2 separate regions of the Mus musculus genome follow, and region 2 is linked to region 1. Evidence: chromatin contacts called from public HiChIP or PLAC-seq data. All regions are on one chromosome and are shown on one strand. Each heading gives the region's core, a stretch centred on a gene start, on an enhancer-like site or on the middle of the called end of the contact. The rest is flanking DNA. Distances are from core to core; before and after follow the strand shown. Region 1 has its middle 9.2 kb from the start of Gm34777. Region 2 overlaps Kitl (kit ligand).

Region 1 (4,996 bases), core at 1,210-3,709:
TATTTGACTTTTCTTCTTTTGGTGACAGACATTAATCCCTGGGCTCCACACATGGTAAATAAACATGTCCTAGGCACTGGGCTTAAACTCAGGCCAATGAGATTAAAGTCCCAGATAAATTAGATGAGAGTCAAATCCTTGACACAGAGACAATTTCCCTGAATCAACTCTGCCTCACCTTAATAAGGATTCTAGATTGATCAACATCCACATCATCAGTAAAAACAAACAAACAAACAAACAAACAAAAACCCCGACTGTTGTCAAGAAGCCAAGTTGAAGGGAGATAGATATAGATGCATATAATTCTATGCAAACATTCTGGAAAATAAAAGCCTTAGGCTACACTGGGAGGTGAACTTCCAAGGCTGTAAAGTACAAGAGAGAGGTGAGGCAGGAATAAAAATGCTGGGTGGGGACATAGAGGACCTGATCCTGTAACTCTGTAAGCAAACACAGTCATGGCTGTGTCAGTCCGGAGAGTTACCTTGACGACCTGTGGAGTTTGGGAAGGAGTAATAGAGAAAGGAAAGAAGAGAATTTTCTTCTTGAACTCTGATCCCTTGATTTAAATGTTAACTTCCCTATACTTTTGGGTTGTTACTCAGCCACTTAAGACAGAGGGTGGAGAAGCAAGATTACAGGTCTCACGGAGGTGCCTGTAGGAGAAGGGAGGGAGGGAGAGAGGGAAGCAGCCATAATGTGTGAGGTATGCAGGCCCATTCTTGCCACACCTGTGTCCTGAAGCCTTCAAGGCTCCTACAACTGCAGGCCAAGCCCCACTCTCTCCTCTGGTCACTTGGGAAACTGCTAAGGCTCAGGGTTTACGGGAAGCTAAGAAAGTTCGAGAAGCACAAACACTGGTCTGTTTTAGTCATGCACTGAAACTATAAAAAAAAAATAATTAAGGGCTGACAATGAGTGTCTTTGTGGGATCAGTCTGAAAGATTCTTCAGCTAGAAAGTCACTACATCATAATGACGATGGGGGTGGAAATTCTACTCTTAGCAGGATTTACGATCGTGATGTACAACTTAGGAAATGTCTTCTACAGCCCTGCTTATTGATTTGTGTGCTGAGTTTATGGAGACTTAATCAGACGATGCTTATTATTTGTCATTAAACGTAGCTGGGCATGAATGTGTACATGTGGAGGCCGAGGGTAGATGTCATGTAGTTTATTCCTCTCCACCTTGTTTTTGAGACTAAGTTTCTCACTGTACTTGAAGCTCATCTATTTGGCAAGACCAGCCAGCCAGCAAGGCCCAGGGGTGCCCCTGTCTCTGCTGATACATTTCTGGGACACAGATGCACTTTGCTATTCCTGTTTTTTGTTTTTTGTTTTTAATGTGGGTGCTTGGACCCACACTGAGAAGTTCACGCATATACAGCAAGCCATCTCCTCGGTCCCTTAAGAGTGTCTTTTAAGCTGTCCATTAGTCAAATAAGTTTTAAACCACAGCACTTGGTTTCCAAGTCACGAATAATAGCTTGTGCTAAGACATATCCCAAACTCTAGAAACGCATTTTATCAAAATACCTATCACCTTAAGGAGAACAGGACAAAAACACTTCTGCATACCTGTGTGCTGTGATATTCGTCTGGAGGCCAGATGGTAATGGCAGAAATAGAGAGAAAGCAGTCAAGACACTCGTTAAATGAGTACATCCATGTAGAAGTAAAATAATTACGGCCTTTTCTCTAGCGTATATGTGAATGGCATCTGGGAATTTAAATGAAAGAAAGAAAGGGCAAAATGAAGCCTTCTGAGACAGGATCTTTCCAACTCTCCGCTGCTGTGAGCTCTCGAAATTTAGTCCAGCTATTCAAACAAAATGACTCCGGTTGCCTGCGTGCGTACATTGGGGAGCTAACTCTAGTGTGCTTTCTGGTCAGTACTTGTGCGCCAGCATGCAGAACTTTTGTCTTCCTGTTCTTTCCACATACAGACCACCACAAGCTCCCGGTGGAACAAAGTGGGATTTTCTGCTTAACCTAGACTTTCCCCTGAAAGCCCAGTCCAGCTTTTCTAGAAGCATCTGCCAGTCCCCTAGAAGGTCAGGGAGCTGGCACGTCAACACATGAGAAATACCCACACACTTACTTCATATCCTGCAGGAGAAAAAAAAAAAAGATGGCATGAGAAATTTTGTTTCCACTCATTGAAGTAGTTTATCACCTTATGTCTAGTCTAGAAGGTCTGTGGTCAAAACTTCAAGGACAGGATAATAGTCCAACCTGGGCTTGAGCCTAGGGTTAGGATACCTACAATGAATCCTGGCGGATGTGGATTTACATGTTAGTACCTGAAAGCAGATGCAGCCCCCATCCTGGAATGAATATATGCTTCCAAGGGACTTGTTTCCAGAGCGTGGCGGGAGGAACAACAGAGACAGCTCTGTGCCCACACGCTCAGCCATCTGCTGTTCCAACCACACTCCTTCCCCCTCCCCCCCCCCCCCACTTCCTGCACATGATTCATCTTTGCTTTTCTGCCTTCTTCAAAGATAACTGTGTAGGCACTGAAGGAGGGGAAAGTCATTAAGAAAAGTGGAATCTGGAGTTATGAGGATGAGGTAGGGCAGATTAAACAGTCTGGAATTTCACAAAGCAAACAGTGTGGGGTGCAGACAGGATTCTTGTCTCGCTTCGCGGGCGCATCATTTCAACAGGTCGCATCCCTTTCGAACAGGTCCCACAAGACGGGTACACAAGTTGCTAAAGAACCAAAGAGGAATAAACAACGGAAGTCGAGAGAGGGATTCTGGGTAGTCCAACTAGAACTGCCATACACTTCTATCGCCACCCTGACAGCATCTGGCTGACAGCCGCTGGTTGCTCTTATAGCAGGCTATGGGATCTTTATGGCCTTTTCCAGACAGCAGGTAAAAGAGCTACCATGAAAATCATGCTTTTAAAAGCCAGAGAAGGTGATTGTAACAATATCCCTGACACCAGGGAGCACTGAGGGCAATATGTGGTGTGGGAAGTGTGCAAGTCGGCCTGTGCCTGGGTACTTGGGGATATACGAAACTACACCAAAACTGGAGCTACGTGGGCCTCAGTTCAAATCCCTATTCTGCTTCTAGCCTCTAAAACATCAAATTGATAAATCTCTGAGGGTCTCACTAGTCTCGCGGTGAGGGGGTGTGGGGCGGGGGGAGATTGTGAGATAAAAGGACAAAAGGAGATAATGTATGTAACATACTTATGTGGTCCTGAGACTGGAAGCTAGGTAGTGAGTGGGTGAACAGGAAATGCCACTGTTTGCAGGGCTAGAAATACACGCCTCCTCTCTCTCTCTCTCTCTCTCTCTCTCTCTCTCTCTCTCTCTCTCTCTCTCTCTCTCTCTCTCATTCTCATATCTTGTCATTTCATTCAGTTTCTACTGTGTTCCACATCCTAAGGCTAACAGGGTAAATTACTTCAAGCATTAGAATTTTTTGTACAGTGGTTCTCAAGCTTCCTAATGCTGCAGCCCTTTAGTACAGCGCCTCATGTTGTGGTGACCCCCAACCATAAAGTTATTTTCCTTGATACTTCATAACTGTAATTTGCTATTGTTATGAGTCATGATGTAAATATCTGATAAGCAGGATATTTGACCCCTGTGAAAGGGTCATTAGAATTTACTCCCCCCACCAAAAGGTCACAATGCCCATGTGAGAACCCGTTGATCTAGTGCCTTCTAGGGTGATAGGGGAAAGGTAAACGTGTGGAACCTTTCATTAGGACCACACAGATCACAATGTTCTTATTAATTGAGATAGGTGAAGAAAGGAAAAGACACAGAAGCCTTGTAACCCCTCCCCAACCAGAGCCAGCAGCTCTCTCCCTTGTAGAAGGTGAAGTATGCAAGCAAGAATGGATCCTCTCACTTAGTTTGTGGTTGTTGCATATCTGTGTGTGGGCCAAGTATTGGCAGAGGGTCATCCCCAGGAGGACCACCCAATGCCTTTGAGACACTGTCTCATTGGCCAGCTAGACTAGTGCTCCCCGCCACCGCAGTGAAGGGACTGTCAGTGCATGGCACATTGCTATGTTGGTTCTAGGGGACAGACTTTAAGTCTTTGTGTTTGCAAGGCTAGGATATCACCCATTGAGCTATCTCCCTAGCTTATGTTCCTTTCTGTGATAGTTTGTATATGCTCACCCCAGGGAGTGGCACAAGATGTGGGCCTGTTGGAGGAGGTGTGTCACTGTGGGTGTGGGCTTCAAGACCCTTGCCCTAGCTGCCTGGAAGTCAGTCTTCCACTAGCAGCCTTCAGATGAAGATATAGAACTCTCAGCTCTGCCTGCACCATGACTGCCTAGATGCTGCCCTGCTCCCACCTTAATGATGATAGACTGAACCTCTGAACCTGTAAGCCAGCCCAATTAAATACTGTCTTTTATAAGACTTGCCTTGGTCATGGTATCTGTTCACAGCAGTAAAGCCCTAACTGAGATACTTTCTATAGTTAGGTTTTTGCCTTGCTTCTTCCTCTACACTATATAAGTTTCTCTAAGACAGTGGTTCTCTTTCCTATCAGTCCTTCCTGGAACCCCGTTCTTGTCTCCCAGACCCCAGTGTACAGAGAATATCTTGTGTATTGTATGGATGCATCATCTGTCAATTTAAAAGCCCATGGCCTGTGGCTTAGGCAGGAAATAGAGGTGGGTGGGACATCATGGAGGAGAAAGACTTCTGGATAGAGTCAGGTGGGAAGAGTTGCCAGGAAGATATGAGGAGACAGATGCATGGTATCAAAGCCCAGGTAACCAGCCACGTGGCAGAATGCAGGTTAAAATAAGTGGGATATTTTTAAGTTGGATCTAGTCAGAGAAGAGCCTAGCTATGTGGCTGAGGTATTTATAAATGTAGTTTGAGTCGGAGTCTTATTTCTGGGAGCATGGGGCTGGGAGGAAGAACTGGACCTAATTTGAACACAACAGAGTGTGTTGATGGGTGCTGCTCACCTCTGCTTTGCCTCTTTGCAGGTGGAGAACAGACCG
Region 2 (4,996 bases), core at 1,332-3,831, 790 kb before region 1:
AGGTTGAAAACCCACAAGCTGCAACCTAAAGTCAAAGACATGTTTTTTGGGGCATGTTCTGCCTCCCTGAAGATTAAAGGCCAGCACAAATAGCAGTTGTGAGATCACTCCTGGGTTTAGCTTTGAATCAGTAATCCCGATAGAGGCAGGCTCTTGTCTAACTGCTGGGAAAGGGAGACTGTTTTGTTTGGACAATAGCTCAATGCTAACCTAAATAGCAGCTTCAAAAGTCAACTTCAGCTTCATTGATAAAGCCAAGGCAGCCTGAGAAGACCAAGTGTTTGTTTATTCTTGTATGGGAGTAGGGGGTGTAAAGTTGAGAAAGATGAGAAGGAAGCATCTATTTCAGAAGCAGGACTGCCTGAATGTTTCTTTCTGTCCTGCCACTAACTATCCTGTGCCTGTCAGAAACTTGTTTAGTTGTTCCATGCCTCAATTTCTTTGTCTACAGCAGAGACACAAGGAAAGAAACCACTTAACGGACGAGTGGAAGATTAGATGAAGTTTTTTGGAATGGTGTAAGAAGACACTTGATACAAGATGTGAGAAATGCCTCAAAACTTTTCTGGCTATTATTATCAGTTTCACGTATATATTTCAAACTCACAGGTCCAGTAATATCATTTTCAAACTTGCAGGATGGTAGTTCAAGCCAAACACCTGGGTATCATCTTGAATCTTTCCATCCCCTAATTTCTCCATTTTTGTCTGTCATATTTCCAAGTACCACAAGCAAACACAACCTCAGAGCAGCCATTGCTCTTTCCTTTCTTATACCACTACAGTTCCCACCAAGCTCCATCACCCTTACTGAAGGATGCCCATGAGGATATTATACACAGCATTTTTTTTCTTTCGTGCTTGATACAGTAATACACTCTGGAAACATAAACTACTACTGCCTGCTTGAAATGTCACAATATCTTCCCATCACACTCACTGTAAAATTTGAACTCACAACCAAGGCTTCTATTGTTAAATCTTATTTAATTGTATCATTGTATTGAATTTCTACTCCTTGCAAAGCTTTCTCTCTCTACTATAATATGGGCACACACACACACATGCATGCATGTATATATGACTGTATCCTTATGTTACTTTGAGACCCCAAAACTGTTTATATGGGAGTCCATACATCTGTACATAAGACATTAAGGAACCTTTTCCCAGTTGTTTCTGATTAGCAAAAAAAGATGTCGCCAGCCAATGGCTGGGCAGGACAGACAGAGACAGACGTGGGACTTTAGGATTTTCCAGGGTTTGGAGTCAAGAGGAAAGAAGAAAGAGATTCACCATGCCAGGAGAAGTGGAGATCCCGCACTTGAAAAGATGTGAAACAGAGGACATAGCCACCATGTAGGACCTGGGGATGATGGGGAGGGGGGTAGGCGAGTTTTAATAAATATTAACTTGGAGTTATCAGAGGGAGGTGGATTAGCCATGTGAAGGTTAGGAAGTGGCCCAGCCTTTGAGCTGATAAAGGCATATCAAAATACATATACTTAATGTCTCTCATTTGGAAACCCAGAACACTGGGGCAGGTAGCAAGGAATCCTCCTCCTGGATTTATTTAATTTATTATAGATCATATAAAATCTACTTATTCCTCAGGTCCCTTCTGCTTGCTGTGAGGAGCAAATTTTTCTCATTTATCAAAACTACTTTCTCAGGGAAAACTTCCAATGCTTGGTTCTTTAATATGATTAACTATGATGCATATAACACAGGTTCAAATTTGTATTGATTTAATTACTTTTGAATACTTGTCCCCAGATGGTGGGCACTATTTAGGAAGGCTCTATAACTTTGGAAGGTGGAAACTGGCCAGTGAGAGATTACTACAAACAGGCATCTGAAGTTTCCAACTCTGCCTATTCTACCTTGGTCCAGGCAAACGGAAAATCAGTACATAAAACCAAGAGGGGACAGCAGGCTCCGTGGAGACAAGAGAAATTTTAAGTGTTTTGCTTACTATTGTAGCTCTGGCTTTCAGGACAGTGTCAAAACTGCTAAGTAAGTTTGTATGAATAAGTAGTCATTGGAACCCTAGTCTCCTAGTAGATGGTGCGAAAACATAGTGATCAAGTTCTGGGGGTAAGATCCTGCGTTCCCCTTCTGAAGGAGGCAAAGGTAACCTAGTAAAGAACTTTCTTGTGCTGTTTCGGCACAGTGATGCTAAATAAAGCCACTACAGTGTCTTGCAATGCAAGTCTCTAAGGAGTCTACAATTCCATGCAACAAGAACTTTCTCCCTATAATGCAAATGAGCTGCAATCGATCCAAATACCTAAAGTAGTGCTTCATAAAAAGATTATTCATGATGACTCCACACAGGAACCATAGACCGGAAATAAGATTTCACCCAGGGATAGACACGTTTGGAAGGGATGACATATAGGTTAAACTTTTAAATGCTAATCACATCCCTTCCCAAAGTTTTGAATGTCTCTAACCTACCTGCCATCCCTCCAGAAGACAAAAAGTTCTCATAGAATGGCAGTTCTCTAAGCCTGTCCAGTTTTCACTATGACTCAAAGAACAAAACTAGCTACTCTTCCTTCAAGGTCACGTGGCAGAGTGCTGACGCATCCCCTCGTGTGACTCCTTACAAGAAACAGAAAGTGGCAGGCCAAATAACTCATGCTGATAGCTCATCCATTCTGCCACCAAGAAGAAAAAGAAAAGAAAAAAAGGGAGAAGAAAAAAAGGCTCCCTTATTGCATTTTCATGCTATCAAGGCTGAGTAAGTGACACAAGCTCACTTTTTAAGCTTTCCTCTTCAATTTTTTTCACCATGAGATCTGGGCAATTATACCTAGTATTTTGTATAATGAGATTCTAAAGTCACATGTGCCCAACATAAAGAGAAATAGATATTACTTTTTATAATGTATCAGTGCATCTGGTAACTGTTACTATTACAACCAATGACCAGCTCAACTTGACACCCATCCCATGGGCAAGCACCAGTCCCTGACACTATTAATAATACTCTGTTATCCTTGCAGACAGGAGCATTGTCTTGTGTGTTTGGGGAAACAGGTCTCATTTTGTAACTCAGGGTCTCATTGTGTATCTGTGGTCAGTCTGGAACTCACAGAGATCCACCAGTCTCTGCTGCCACAGAGGTGGGGTTAAAGCTATGTACGATCACTGGCATTATTAAACATTCGCCAAGGCTGTGCACTAATGTCCTAAACTAATCTGATGTTCTGAAATGCAACCTTCCATCAAGCCTTCGGGAAGATTACCACTTTTCGAAGTTTAGCAATCAGACAAGTAGTCAGAAAGCTGTACTTCAAGACCTCAAGTCCCCACACTAAGTCATGCTGGGAAAAGAAAGAAAGGTTCTCTTAGGAACAGGAAAGAGGGCAAGCCATCTCAGGATAATCCTTTGGGCTCCTTTTCAAAGCGGCTGCTTTGCTGAGGATTCAAAAGAGGACGGAGGATGAAATGTAAACATGGGGTTGTTTGGGGAGCAAAGAGCCTCTCTCACCAGATGGCAGGGAAATGGGGATGGGATCCACTTCCTCAGGAAACGGAGAGAGGGGGCTTGCGAGCAGAGCATCCAGCTAAATGAAATTAAGACGACAGGCTTCAGCTGCTCGAGAGTCCGAGTGCCAAGTCTGCGGCGGCGCTGACCTTCCTGCAGAAAGGTTTCATCTCTCACTTCTCCTTCTTCTCTGCTCCTCTCCCTAAAAGTCCGTGCTAGAGGTCGGTTTGCAAACTGAGGCAAGAGTTGAACTTTGCCCTTCGTGCTAAAAGTTCTCCACAGTTTGAAAAGCATGGTGGTTTGCTTTATTTATTTAATTAATTTATTTATTTTAGAACTGCTAACTTGTTTGTCTGCATTTCATTTGTGTGTTCTTTGTTTTGAGAGCAGGTTTTGCTATGCTGGCCCAACTAGCCTTGAACTTGCCGCAATTCTCCTGCCTCCCATCCCTAAGTACTGGCACTGCAGCATAAACCGCCACACCCATCCCTAAGATGTTGAAGCCTGTCTCTGATCTCAACCGTGGGAATTTTGTTCTGCCGAACTCCTTAAGCGTATCCGCCTTTCATTCATAACTGTCTACCAGATGGAAGCTTCTTACACCATTACCGCCCTGCCTTTTCATATCATGTGCATCATGTGTCCTACATAGTCACGACATCCTAGGCACGTCTACCGCCCTGACTACCCAAGGTACCTATTGTGTAGTCTAAAACCTGGGGAGATTACTGAAGGAAGCATAATGACTGTGGGTAACCTGGGGGAGGGGCTCCACTTACTGTAACTGTCTTCCACAGTATTGCCACTAAACGGGAAACTGGGAACTGATCAGACTTGATGGCTGACAGTTAGAAAATGGTGGGCGACTTGCTTAACCTCTCTGAACCCATATCCCTCTTCTGGACCATGGAACTGTCACACTGCCGTTCTCACAGATGGGGCAACTTAGGGTATGAAGTACGTAATACACTTTACCAACAGTTAAGAATCTGTCACACAACATAAACAGTTTCAGTCCTAAAACCCTGAATGGCTCTTAATTCGTTGAGAACCGGTGCCTTAAATAAAGGCAAGCAACTGCCCACTGTCTCTTCCACAACCTCAAATACAGTCTTTACCATTTTTCTCTCTGGGCAGAATTGTGTTTGAAGAACATGTGGGGACCGACAGATACATGGTTTCATGTGTCTCCGTAGGCACTGAGGCATTTCTTTGTACGTTAACACTTATGTCATTAGGACGCCCACAGTGTGACAGCTCATGCCAGGAGGCATAAAACTACTAAACGCCCTAGATGCTGGTGGCACTGGGTATGTTCTCAAGCTCTCAAGAGTGATTCACTAAAATCTTAGTTCAGGGCTGTAGAGATGGCTCAACAAGAAAAGGTGTGTGCTGCCAAACCTCAGAACCTACATAGTCAAAGGAAAAACCCAGCCTTGTAAGTTTTTCCTGACCTACACACACACACACACACACACACACACACACACTAAATAAATA

What was found. HiChIP or PLAC-seq counts read pairs in DNA pulled down with a chosen protein or histone mark.
Region 2: a FOXA1 HiChIP or PLAC-seq map of pancreatic cancer cells shows a contact between it and region 1. The contact joins two enhancer-like sites. A contact is called at or near these places in 1 of 484 Hi-C or Micro-C datasets (group 2 innate lymphoid cells) and 1 of 115 datasets of contacts at active chromatin or transcription factors (pancreatic cancer cells).

What each region holds. Positions count from the first base shown.
Region 1 is chr10:99,239,759-99,244,754 of GRCm38.p6, reverse strand. No RefSeq gene overlaps it. Among named protein-coding and RNA genes, the nearest start is that of Gm34777, 9.2 kb to the right of the region's middle. Within about 2 kb of position 2,459, at least 147 of the 459 cell types and tissues checked have an H3K27ac peak or open chromatin away from gene starts, as enhancers often do. A contact at or near this core is called in pancreatic cancer cells, where this site is marked.
Region 2 is chr10:100,030,351-100,035,346 of GRCm38.p6, reverse strand. The region is part of intron 1 of Kitl (kit ligand); the gene reads right to left. Among named protein-coding and RNA genes, the nearest start is that of Kitl, 17 kb to the right of the region's middle. Within about 2 kb of position 2,581, at least 47 of the 459 cell types and tissues checked have an H3K27ac peak or open chromatin away from gene starts, as enhancers often do. A contact at or near this core is called in pancreatic cancer cells, where this site is marked.